Regions from separate parts of the Oryctolagus cuniculus genome. Here region 2 is linked to region 1. Evidence: chromatin contacts called from public Hi-C data. All regions are on one chromosome and are shown on one strand. Each heading gives the region's core, a stretch centred on a gene start, on an enhancer-like site or on the middle of the called end of the contact. The rest is flanking DNA. Distances are from core to core; before and after follow the strand shown. Region 1 overlaps SIDT1 (SID1 transmembrane family member 1). Region 2 holds the start of ATP6V1A (ATPase H+ transporting V1 subunit A).

Region 1 (6,596 bases), core at 1,443-3,942:
ATCTCTAGGGGTGGATATTGCTGATAATTATTTGGATTTTATTTTTTCTGCTCTGCACCTAATGATAAGATTCTTATTAGGCTATTTTCTTCTGATAGCTCTTGACCTGCTTATAATGAACAGATTATTGGTTCATGTCCATCTTGCCGATTGCACAGTAGACCACACGATGGAATAGACTGTGTGTTTTGTCCATGGCTGTGTCCCAGTTCCTTACAGTATCTGGCCCAAATATTTCTTGAGTATTGCCTGGCCCTGTATTTCTGGTTCTATGTAAGTGAACAGAAAATTGTGAGGAAAGACAGAATAAAGGGAAAATGCACCTCTCAATGAAGCCAAATATTTCACAAGGTGTCCCACATTGAGATGGGAGCAGAGTAAAACTCGGGCCACAGCTTGTCTTCTTCTTGAAAGGGACCTTCCTGGTACCTGGTGATTTATAGAAGGCTCAAGATAAGCAATGAAAGAAAAATCATGAAATGCAAATCAACCTCCTGTGATGGCCGTGTTTCAGCACCCCAAGAGAGCTTTGAATTCTTTTGGATAACCTTCTGTTCAAGGGACTTAGAGTTATAATTCACACACACACACACACACACACACACAGAGTCAAGATTTAGAATAAATATAAAGCCGGGGCCCCAGAGCTAGCCATGTTGGGACTGTGTGTTGGATTTTCCTCGCCTTGACTTGAAAATCTTTCACTGTTTAAACTTGTTGTTTTCTAAATCATGATGATAATGCTGGAACAAGAGACAGGACATCCAGACTTTATTTAGCACTGGGCTGAAATGTAATATGACTTCAAGGCTATTCTACATTAAAGTACAGCGGTCAGCTGCTGTCCATCTCCAGGGGAATGGATAAGCCTTCCATGACAGGGACTACCTTGCAGCCAAAACAATGGAAGACAGTGCCAAGGAACTTTCAAAGATGTAAGGGCCATGGGAAAATGACGGAATTTCCTAACCCAGAGATACTTAGGAAGAGGGCGGAGGTGCATTTCTCTAAGACTGGGGGAGCGAGGGGTAATTCTACGTGAATGGTAGTGTCGCTTGGTCATCTTTGAGCTACGTTAAGAGCAGCAGCGCCAGGCTTCAGGAAAACCATACAGTGTAATTTTCCCCAAGGGGGCCGTTGAGCTGGAGTCGGAGCTAAAACTCAAATTACCGTGGCGTTCTAGAAACGCGGTGAGAGAAGCTGGTCTGTGGTTCTCAAGCTTGGCTGAAGTTGCGTCTGGGGGCACTTAACCTGTTGACAATGGTGCCTTCAAACCGGGGAACATGAAAACGTGACGGCATAGTTATCTTGTCTCCTCTAAGCAGTGTCAAAAAAAAAAAAAAAAAAAAAAAGCAAAGGAAAGAAAAACCCACCACTACCATACACTGGGCAGAATCCGGGTAAAAGCAGGCAAAGCTTAGTTCTTCACTGCTTCTGGCAAATAGTACCTTTACTCCTAGTGCTTTTCATCCATCAGTTCCACCAGGGGGCGTCAGAGTCGCCGTGAGTCTTTTCAACCCCTGAGTGGCTCACTGCGGGGACCTGTTTCGCCACCTGCAAGCTGAAGCTGCCTCGTTCTACAGGCTCAACTTCCAGGCTTGCCCTGCAGAACATCGAGGAGGGAGGAGAGTGGGAGGTCAGGGAACCACCTGCACACGGCACTCCCTGAACCTCGGTTACGGGAGCCACTGGACAAGAGAAATCTAGGTTTTTCTTGTGTTTGAGGTGCCTGGGGTAGAGACAGCAGCAACGAGGAGTGACACGCACCGCCAGACTTTCCACTCGGCCTGGCTTGGGCGGTGTTTTTTCTTCTGGGTTGGAACAACTGGATTCAGGGTCAGAGGCAGTGAATTGTGAAGGTGAAGAGCCAGAAGCTGGGGACAGGAGATCTGACAGCTCGGGCAGGGCAGCGGAAGCGAGCGGAAGCGAGGCGGTGGTTTCCCAAGCCCTCTGGGCCCTCCTGGAACTGAGACGGGGAGCTAGCACGGCCGATTTTAATGGAGACTCAGTGGAGGACAGGGATCCCCGCCTGGCCTCAGATCTGCTGTTGCTCTGCCGCCGGTGGGGTTCTGCCGGTGGGCATGGGCGTGGAGGAGCTGCGCTGCTGACGCTGCGGCCGCTGCCTGACCGGTCTCTGCCTTGGACGGCCTCCCGTGAGGTCATGGAGGTGTGCTAGCCGGGGAGCCGAGCGTTTTGGGGACTCACCCAAGGTCACACAGCAGAACTGATTTAAAGTCTGACTCCAGAATCCTTCTCAGACTCTGCTCTTCCTTCTATTGAGAATATTTCTTTTTTTCCTCCCTTCTCTCAAGGTTTAGACAGACAGGCTGTCACCCAGAGTGAGAAACATTTGGATATTACTAGATTTCCCAACATATGCCCTCTGGGACCCAGAGCATTCTCTTGGGTGCTGGGAGCCACAGAGGCAGCAGCTGCCCCCGTTTGCCCAATGCTGGCCAGGTGACCGCCCACAGTCACGGAAAGTCCCTTCCCCAGACAGATTCTGGTTTCCCACTGGCTTCTCCTGCTGCTAAAATAAAACCAGGCTAATCCCTCAAGCATCCAGCACCAACAGGTGCGGTGGCCTCCCAGCATCTGTCTGGGAGGTGTGGGGAGGTCATTTTGTGTGTGCACAGTCTTGACCTCTGGCTGCCACATCTCTGGGCTGCTCAACTGCTCTCATTACTTCTGGGCTTGCTCTGCCAACAGCCTCTTTGCAGTCACTGGTTCTCTCCAGCTACCCTCCAGCTAAACTGGCTGTCTCTTCAACGGCAACGCGAGCAAACAGCACAGGCCTTGTACCACCCCAGGACGGCGGCAGCCCCTGAGCTCTTGTTGAAAGCTTTTGTCGCGCCCTTTATCCCACGGATGCAGCCAAAGGACTTTCTATGTCCCCCAAGCACAGTGAGGGTGCTCCCGAGAGAATTCGCCACAGGTACACGTAGGATATTTATCCTGAGAGCAGGCTTGGTCTGAGCGTATTGTCCTGCACAATGTGTGACTTTGTAGCACAGGACTCAGTCTCAGAGTGCAGTCAAGATTACAGCAGTGCGACCCCTCCCTTTCTGCAGGGGCTCCTGAATCCCCCCTCCCCCTCCGCCGCTGACATCCCCCCAACAAGCTCCCAGACAGGTAATCATCGTCATGTGTGTCCACTTTGGGCCCCAGGGCTACTGCAACGGACTTCGTCTTTCACATTTCTTTGGTGGGTCTTCTGAATTGGAAACCATCAGAGCCTTAAAGGGAAAGAACTGGGCCCGATCAGCCAGAAACAGGTTTGAAAACTGTTTTAGAAGTTAGATTGATACAACCACTGAAATGGTGGCCTTCATCCAGACAGAAGCCAGAGATTTCTTAAGGAAAAAATAACAGAAGACCAATGACAAATTTGAGGTCATTTTAGAAAAAAAAAATCACAAACTATTTCAGGGAAAGCAACTTTGTGTGTTTAAAAATCTGGAAACACTTGCTCTTTGAATTTGCACAAAGTGTTTCTGAACATTAGACAAGTGTTTTAAAGAAAGGACAATGATTTTTTTTTTAAAAAGAATGCCTGATCCCTTTCTGTGACAAATGATCACGAAACAAGAGGTGAGAGGGGACTTCAGTCTCGCCAGCAAACAAACGTGTGTGCACGCTTGTGTGCGTGTTTCCGGATTACGTCATGCTCCAGGCAGCAGGACAGCTTGGTCAAAATGGGACTTCTCGGAGGAGGAGCCGCCAGACAGTGTGCAAACAGAGATGGCCGCTGGGCTTCTCAACACCTCACTGCAGGAATGAGCCAGGCTCAATCAGTGGACGATATCACATTCGCTGTACCCTGGACAACGAGAGAGGAAGAGGAAGATGTGCTCATCCTGATAGTTCCTTCTGAGGACTCCAGGGAGAAAGTCTGGAACCCTGATCTACATGATGTGACAGGCACGGGGCTCAGTCACGAAGTCCCCGACGAGAGCCCCTTGTCAGAACACTCATTCCCTCCACAAAGGTGACGTAGGCGCAGGATTGTGGTGCGCAAATGGGAGAGCCAAGTAAGCACCGTGCCCTTGGCTGATTTGCATGAGCAGTCCCAGTCCCTCGGGTGAGGTCTGCCCGCTTGATGTCCATGTTTCCAGTCGCTTAGCACTGCCGGCCACGCCCCATCTGTCTTGAAACTGATGGAAGTCTGTGGAGCAACAGGGCCTTTTCAAGAGCGAGGGCTCAACACGCAGCAACGTAGCAAAGACACTAGGGAATAGGGCCGCTCTCCCTATTCTGGAGACAGTGACAGTCACCTGTTCAAAGGTGTATGTGTCCCAGAGTCCAACCTCAAGTCTCCTAATGGCAGTAGGAACCTGGAGGAAACACTGGACATTCCTCCAGAAGTGGTAACCAGCTGGTACCCCCAGAACATCTATCCTACTTGGGTCCACCTCTCCACTCCACGCGGGCAATCCCATCCTCTGAGGACCTTAGAGAAGTGAGCTGGTGCTTTGGGAAGCCCGGAGCAGCAGGTGTCAGGGAGGTGGGAGATCCAAGGAGCTGGCCTGACACGGCGGCAGCTGGCAGGAGAGGAGCAGCAGCAGTCTGCCATTGCCAGCGAGTCTCAGGGGAGGGCGCGAAGGCCTCTCAGATCCAGTTCTGACCATGTCTGACTCACGGAGTAGCAGACAGAAGGGGACAGGTGTTTCTCGGTGCCTCTGTTCCCAGCTGTGGCTTCCCTTCTGCCCGCCTTCCTGAGGTTTCGTGCCCCCAGCCACCTCCCTCCCGGGGGAACACAGGCAGAGTTGCCTCTCCGGAGGCTGAGTGGAGCGCTGGCAGTGGTGGCTTTGCTGCAGTCACTGTCGTTTGCATGAAACAGCACCAGGGTGGACTGCTCCTCTCTCCCTCTCCATGCAGGAGGCTCAGAAGACAGGGATCTTGTCCCTTCGCACCACATCCAGGTCATCATCCAGGGTTAACAGAACCTGAAACAAGAGAGACAGAAACGCACGACTTCCCAGTCGCAGCCCCGCCAAGTCCCTGCTTGCTGACCCCCACAGACTGAAAAACTGTATGATCCCTTACTCAGTCTCCTATCTTCTACAGCCTTCTTCAATACCTTGCTGTTAACCACTTATAGAAATATAGGTCATTTAGCAATTACACACTTAGGAAGGGTTTTAATGTACTATTCCAGATGAAGGAGATACAGCTTGGAACAAGAGACAAAAATCTCCCCCTTCATAGAGCCTGCATAAAAGAGAGGGTTTTAGACACGAAAAAAGCCCATGAATAAACTACAGTATATTAGATGGTAGTATATGCCAAGGACTGAAATTAAACTAGGGAGAAAACATAGGAAATATGGGGTGGGAGAGGCAACCATTTTGGCAAGATGGCTCGGACAGTCATTATTAGAAGGTAACACTGAGGACATGAGGTTTTGTGGCACAGTCTATTTCCATACAGAAATGACCCTTCTCCTCCATTCCTAGCTCTTATTTCCATTCTCTCCTCATGGACCCCTTGGCCTCTCTCTCTCTCTCTCTCTCTCTCTTTATTTGTATATTTTAAAGGATGTCATCCTTTATTAGAGGTTTTATGGGGAAGAACAGGAGAGATCTACACAGGGCACATGTAACAGGCATGACATGCAGAAATACCCAGGAGAATCTGCTGTAACGTCTGTGCATTACAACACTCTTGGAAGGGGGAGCCCGTCTTCAAGAGTTGCTAACCAGCATGGTATGAGTTCCTCAAATGTTTTACCTTCGGGACACTGTGGCAGAAGAACAAGTGTTAGGACTCACATTATGCCCTGATGGAAACTCACAGACCAAGTACACGTGGCCTGTGCGGAGGAGTGCAAACACCTATTTGGTGTGTGTAGTGATGCTGGGTACAACTTGCTTAGCTCTACTTTTGTCTCTCAAAAATAAAACCTGTAAGGAATAGGTATACAGCGTGCTTTAACTTTCCTAAACTTCCCAAACTGGCCACTAGGGGGAAGCCTTGGCCCATTCTTGATGTTAACATGGCTGCCAGAGAATGGTCAAAGCGACCTACACTGTTCGTTGTCAACTGAACCTGCATGCTAGCACCCGGACTTCTACTTTGGAAAAGTCAGTTAGGATTAACATGCTGGAAGCTGCCACTCAGGATTAACATAAGCATGCATGCCTTCTAGGAAAGGGTTTGGACAAAGAGAGGGATTACAGGAGACCCTGGGAACAGGCTGGAGAGAAGGACAGAGGCTGGAGGCTATCTGAGCCACCCCAGGACTGTAGAATGTTCAGCTGGACTGGAAGAAGGGCGGACATGTGAGTGAGCAGAGCACAAGAAGGAATGGCCCAGTAGAATGGGGATCGAGTGAAGGTCAAAGGCGGCTCTTTCGGGAACTCCAGGCACATGGATCTGAAAACCAATTCTATCTCGGTACGCTGGGCAACTTAGGGAAAGCAATTCATCACTCTGTGTCTGAAAATATTGGAGAGCAGAGGGAAAATGAAATTAAAGATCTATGGCTGGTGCCACAGCTCACTTGGCTAATCCTCCGCCTGCAGCGCCGGCACCCCGGGTTCTAGTCCTGGTTGGGGCACTGGATTCTGTCCCAGTTGCCCCTCTTCCAGGCCAGC
Region 2 (6,722 bases), core at 1,071-3,570, 110 kb before region 1:
TGATCTCCATTACTGCTTTCATAAGTTCCCTAAAGTTGGAGAAATTGTGAAGTAAAACTGCAAACTCATTCAACCTCTTCAATACTGACATTTCACCCCGCTAGGACTCAATGCTTTGTAGCTGGTTTTTCTCTCTCCCGTTTTGGTTTCACCCAGACAGGACTGGTTTGGACTACCACAGTGCTCAAGGAGCTATTTGGTAGAAGGTCACCTGGGCAATGAAGCAACACTTCCCCACCCCCCTTCTCTCCTCTAGAGATCAGGAAACCTCACTCTGGAAAAAAAACTCATTAATAAAATTGTATTTGCATCTGTAGAAGGCATGCCTAATAAACATTTCAATAGATAACTGTTATTGACCAGTATGAACAACATATAAGTACAACATGCTAAAACTGTTGCTTTTTCCTCTTCTGTTTCTTGTGGTTGTTTTTGTTTTTAAATCTGTGCTTATTAGAAAGGCAGAGAGAGAGGGAGAGAGAGCTTAATCTCTGTGCCAAACACCCACCCTCAGTAATCTTCTTCAATACTTGAAGACAGCAAGATCTTCAAGATTGTGTTTTTCCAATAAGGAGCACCAAAAGGCCAGTTTTTCTACGGTAAACTTCATAACAGTTTATTGAAAAGAATTTGGAAGATACAGAAAAAATAAAATTAAGTCAGTCACATCCACCAAAGACGATTCCATCTTCCTCATTTCTCAGCTGTCTTTCTAATGGATTCTTCAATTTCACTGGTTAGAAAACTGCAACATTTTAGCTGAGAATATGAATTTTTCATTCTAATTGAAAATTTTAAAAAAATCAAGTCTGTCATTTTTACAACACCTTTCCATTTAAAAGAAACAAGGAGCTTTCTGAGTTGGTAGTACAAATAAAATACTTTAACCCAAAACTGAAAAACATTCTTCCCTAAAGCATTCTGTTTGGGGTCAATACACTGTCTACCACATTACATGCAAAATAGGTTGGGCAAAATCCTAGGCAAAACAATTTCTGTATGTCCACAAAATATTATTCATCAAAATAAGAGGTCATTTGGAGTTTTACAAATGGAGAAAGCTAAGGAGAGAGAAAAGCACTACTTAACACACATATACCACAAAGCTAGTCCAGGCATCGATTGGGAGTGGCAATTAAGTAGGATTTTAGGGAGGAACAGGAAAAAAAAAAGGTTGACAGAAGCAGAAAACATGAAGTCAACAATATCTAGACTTAGTCTTCTTACCTTTAAGTTTACAGTCAAATAAATCTGGTTTACTTTTATTTCCAGCCCGTTCCGTTTCCCTTGCAGGGAAACGTAGGCACTTTTCCATAAGCTAGCCTGAGCCTCCCGCGGACCACGACGCTGCAACACCATCTTTCAACGCCTCCCCATTCAATCGAGAATGTCGCAGTCCCAACACTCCCTGTTTTGGAGATAGTTAGGCCTTCGACCTTCCTCGTTCACCCTTCTAGGCCCACCCGAAGCCTAGGAACACCTACAGAATCTCTCTTGCGAGGATGTCAGATAAAGATCCTTAGAATTACTGAGGAAGCACATTCAGAGGGAAGCTTTCGCGTGACTCCGCAGCGAGGGCCACATCAGTGACATTCCCTCCCAAGCCTGTCTCGCAGGAGACGCCTCTGCCTCCAGGGTTTTTCCACCGTTCCAGCTCCCCAGCCCCGGACGAGGGCCTTGACCGAGGAATGAGCTTTGGGGAATGGGGACCCGGTGGCAGTGCAAACCCCCCTCCCCCGAAGGAATGGATGAACCAATTCTACTACACGGAGCCCCAAAGATTCCGAAGAGGGTACGATAATGACCGCATTCACTCCCAAACAAGGAAAAAGTGGACACCTCAACCTCCAGGTAGTAGGGGCGACCACGGTAGGAGGGATGGGAGGACAGGGGTCAGGAGACATGGAGAAATAAGCTCCCTGCCGGCGCAGAGTGACAGCGGGAAGGATGAGCCGGGCAACGGAGGCCGCTGTTCACACTCCCCCTTCTCCCTCCTGCCACCCCCTGGGCTGTCCCCACCAGTCTCCAGTTACCGGTCGCCGCTCACCTGCTGGGGCGCGAGGTGCACAAGCAATACGGATCACCGACCCAGAGGCTCTGTCACTGCGGGAGGGGAAGTCTTCAGCTGCGGGGGAGGGGCGGGCCTAACCATTCACGTGACCTCGAGCTCCGCCCCGCCGCCCCCAACCCGGCGCGCTGCATTTCGGGGGTTTGCGTTTTTTACGGATCGCTTGAATACGCATTTTTCTAGCGATCAAAACAAAAACTAAGCCTAAGTTTTCACCACGATTAGGTTGCAGAGTGCAATGGAGAAAAGTGCGGATGGCAAGGGTTAAAGTGCATTGCTAAGGAAGTGACGTTCACGCCCAGCTCCACGGACCGGAAATGGCGATGGAGTTCCGAGCCACTGGCGCCTGCCGGTAAAGTCCCAGGCCGTAAGGCTTAGGCTAGTCACGTGATCTCAAAACGGTGTGCCTGGGGTAGCGAGTTATCCGGCCGATTGTTAGCTACGTTTGTTTCTAAAGCACCTCATTGACTTGAGCTTTCCACACTTGTTTACACTTACAGGAACCGGCTTTACAAAACCCTATTAGACAAAAGCGTTTGGCGGTCTAGCTGGTGACCATCAACTAGAAAGAACAGGGTCGGGAAAGACTGAACTTGCTGATTTGGGAGCGACGAGGGAGGGGTGGAAAAATCCGGATTTCGCCGCCCGGGCCTACCAGGCAAGCCCCACAGCTGCTGTCGTAACGGGTAGGAGGAGCAGCAGCGTGACGCCCGAAGGCGCAGCCCAGTTGGGAAGATGGAGGTCTTGGAGAGGAGGGGGAAGGGTGCGCAGAGGCGAGTAGTGCGGCTGCGCGCTGGGCGGCGGACGCGCCGGCGCGCAGAGGGGGCGGGGTGAAAGGTCACAGCGGGGCGGCGGGGCTGGCTGGCGGCGGCGGCAGCGGGAGCCGAGTTCGCGGGTGCACGTGTGGGGCAGCGCAGGCACCCTAGCGGCGGCGGGAGACCCCTCCCACCCCCTCCGGAGGCACAGGGCCGTGCTCGGCTGTCGCGGTCTCAGTCCCACGCTCCGCTCCCTGCCCGGAGCGAGGAGGCCGGCTCGGGAGGTTGAGTGGCCCGAGCTGAGAGCGCTGAGGGCTCTGGGCGGCGACGACGACGGCGTTGATAGCGGCGGTAACGACGGCCTCAGCAGGCGGGGAAGATGAAAGGGTGAGGAAGGACAGCCGGCTGGGGCCCAGCCGGGCCCGTGTAATGGGAGAGCCGCGGAGGAGGGGAGTCCAGGGCGAAGACTGCGCGGTCGGAGGCTTTTAGGCTTTTTCTGTTTGCTCCGCTCCCAGAGGGGGCGGCGGCTCGGCGCGGGCTGTTAGACTAAAGGACGAAGGGAGGCGAGACCCCGGGAACGCAGGATTTCGGCGCCCCAAGGACGACTGTGTGCTGAGCGGAGGCCAGCGGCAGGGCCCGGAGGCCACTGTGAGGCCTGGGGCCTCCTGCCGGGGAGCGCACGGCTGAGCCAGCCGCGGCCCGCCACTTCAGGTGGAAAGGGGCTGCTTGTCCTCCAGGCGCAGGCTCGGCGCTGCGGCCGCCGTTTTTGACAACCTTCCCATTTTGTTCACACGTGGGATTTCTGCAGAATCTTCTGGAGGGAGAAGGGTCGGGAATGAAGAGCCTGGGGATGAGTATTAAGAGCTAGTGACTCAACTGGATTTGGGTTGGGTCAGCGAGTGGAGGAGGGGGAGAGCGCGCGAGCCCTGTAGACTCGGGATGCCAAAACGTTTAAGGAAGTCTTGTGCATCAGTAGGTGGAGCTGTTGCTTCAGTGGTTCACCGTTTGCCCCTGAGTAGTGTGAGGGGGGTCGTGGGTTACCACAATGCTTTCCTTAGGTGATCACGGTTTCCCTCTCGGATAAAATTAAGGATTGTTTAGGTACGACTATTCCCATTAGGATAAAATGTCTATTTACCATTACTTTATGTATTATTACAGTTTTAGTAATACAGCATTGTGTTAGCCTAAATTGCATTACCTAAATCAGCCGTTTTGGAGCTTTGCCCTACAGTCCTTAGAGAGAGAAATGGAAGCTTGTAAATGTTAAATCTCTGAAATGCCTGAGGTTTTTTTCTATTAACATAAGTCAGTTGAAGAATTGTAGCTACGCTGTAAATTAGTGAAGTCTTTAGACTACTCAGCGGCTCCCGTGAGGATGAAATGTGTACTCGGTACTGCGTAAAACAGGTCTAAATATTATCTGTGTATCTCCGTTGGAAGTCTCAAGAGAAATTCCAAGAAAGTTTAATTTGATACTGGATCTGTAACAAGTTACTTTACTGTGGTTTTGCTTTAAATAAAGTTTAGGAAGCAAATTCACAGTACCTACATTAATTATTTCATATCAAGTTCTAAAGAGTTCCAATAAAAATTAATTGAGTATGGGAATTATATACTCCTTGAATCTTGATCTAGGGAGTTGCACTACTTTACATATGATCCAACATGTTTTCAGAGTTTTTTTGTTTGGTTTTTACTGGACTGAACGTGAGTATGGATGATGTCTCTTAGTGTATTTTCTTTACCAGAGACACTCAATACATGTTTGTTGTTCTGTTAAAATGATAAAGTTGAGGAGTTTTTAATTTTGAACTGTGCTGTGGATTTAAAGGAGGGTCCTAAGAAATTATTCTGGATGTTTAGATCCAAAATCTTTGATCTAGCTCAGTCTTCATGGGATGCAATGTTCTTTCTCATAGGTACTACCTTGGCTAGACTTGGAACCGAATAGATATTATTCACAATTTACTTTGAGTGCAGATACTCAGGAAGCTATTGTCTTTTTATTTAAAATGGATATTTGTGCATAACCTGATATGGGCAGATTCTTAGAAATGAATAACTGGCTAGAGTTCGTGGGGACTGTTAGAGTTAATGAGTCAGTACTGATAAATGATTGTAAAGCAACTATACATGAAGAGTCCTTACATGTAGTTCCTATCATTTAGGATTAGGAGCCTACAATGTGTTTTTTACTGTGAACTTTCTTTTTATTTTTTATTTTTGACAAGCAGAGTTAGACAGTGAGACAGAGAGAGACAACGGTCTTCCTTTCTGTTGGTTCATCCCCCCCCCCCCCCCATGGCCGCCACAGCCGGCGCACTGTGCCAATCCGAAGCCAGGAGCCAGGTGCTTCCTCCTGGTCTCCCATGCGAGTGCAGGGCTCAAGCACTTGGGCCATCCCCCACTGCCTTCCTGGGCCACAGCAGAGAGCTGTACAGGAAGAGGAGCAGCCGGGACAGAATCCGGCGCCCCAACCGGGACTAGAACCCAGGGTGCCGGAGCCGCAGGCAGAGGATTAGCCAAGTGAGCTGTGGCGCCGGCCATGAACTTTCTTTTTAAAGATTTATTTATTTACCTATTTGAAAGTCAGAAAAGAGAGAGAGAGAGAGATACTCCATCCATCTACTAGTTCACTACCCAGATGGCCACGGCCGCCTGGGCTGTACTAAGCTGAAGCCAGGAGCTGTCTCCCAAGTGGGTGCAGGGGCCCAAGGACTTGGGCCATTTTCTGCTGCTTTCCCAGGCGCATTAGTATGGAGCAGGATCGTAAATGGAGCATCTGGGACTCGAACCAGAAACGGTTCCCAAGTGGGATGCTGGCACTGAGGATGGCGGTTTAACCTGCTGCTCCTCAGTGGTCGACCCCTTCATTGTGAACTAAAAGATGATTTCTTAAGAATAGTCTAACCTTCAATATGAACTGTAAGGTTGACTTCAAAAAAAAATTTTTTTTTTGCTTCTAAGTCTGTGTCCAAGGCACTGAAAAATGAAGGCAGGCAGGATGTACTAAATTGTTTAAAAGTTGCTAAGGTCCTTGAGTTCCTAAACTTGTATCACCGGTTTGTAATGTGGCCAGTGTCCCGACTCCATTTGGAAAAGCCTGTGAAAGTGAAACTGATTGTGATTAAGTTGTTTTTTTTTTTTTTTAAGATTTGTTTGCTTATTTGAAAGGTAGAGTTGGAGAGAGAGAGATCTTCCATCCACTGGTTCGCTCCCCAAATGGCCACAACAGCCAGAGCTGGGCCAGTCTGAACCAGGAGCTAGGAGCTTCTTCCAGGTCTCACACATGGGTACGGAGGCCAAAGCACTTGGCCATCTTCTATTGCTTTCCCAGTTGCATTAGCAGTGAGCTGGATCGGAAGTGGAGCCTCTGGGATGGCGGGTGCTGCGGGTGGTGGCTTTACCCACTAGGCCACAGCGCCATCTTCAGTTATGTGTATTTGTTATGAAATTTTATTTGCTAAGTGTTTTATTGTATTTTAGCTAGCTGAACAGTAAGTTAAATAGAAATACATGAAATCAGAAACTATTTTCTTCATATTTTTGCTACTGGAATTTTTATTAGTAGTAGCAATAGGACATTCCATTGTATTGGCATGTGTTTTTCCTTTCCTCTGTAGTAGATACATTGCTGTTTACTAACTACAGGGTGTGTTTATATGTGTGTTTGTATGAAGTTTGTGTATTAAGAAATGCTGCCTCCTATGTACTGAGGTTGCTTATTCCTGAGAACCAGCAAAATTGTAGCTTGAATTTGTGGATGATAAGCTGATTATTCCTATCTGCTGTTCTTCCTAAGAAAGGTGATATTCAACCAGGTGTGCCATAGACAGCGCAACTAAGGTGACAATGTAATAGTAAAATCCATTTATCCTTCATAGTGAAGAAGTGCA

What was found. A called contact is a pair of places that touch in the nucleus more often than the background predicts.
Region 2: a contact with region 1 is called in a Hi-C map of psoas muscle, with 6 times the contacts expected there. The contact joins the promoter of ATP6V1A here to the enhancer-like site in region 1. A contact is called at or near these places in 4 of 6 Hi-C or Micro-C datasets (ear pinna, liver, psoas muscle and 1 more).

Annotation. Positions count from the first base shown.
Region 1 is chr4:69,639,962-69,646,557 of mOryCun1.1, reverse strand. SIDT1 (SID1 transmembrane family member 1) reads right to left here. Exons shown (of 25, transcript XM_051819041.2): 25 at 1-4,946. The coding sequence ends at 4,884. Among named protein-coding and RNA genes, the nearest start is that of USF3, 78 kb to the left of the region's middle. Within about 2 kb of position 2,692, at least 2 of the 8 cell types and tissues checked have an H3K27ac peak or open chromatin away from gene starts, as enhancers often do.
Region 2 is chr4:69,749,229-69,755,950 of mOryCun1.1, reverse strand. It overlaps ATP6V1A (ATPase H+ transporting V1 subunit A), which reads right to left and starts at 2,320. Exons shown (of 15, transcript XM_051819038.2): 1 at 2,048-2,320. It overlaps NAA50 (N-alpha-acetyltransferase 50, NatE catalytic subunit), which reads left to right and starts at 2,162. Exons shown (of 5, transcript XM_008266924.4): 1 at 2,162-2,420. The coding sequence starts at 2,386.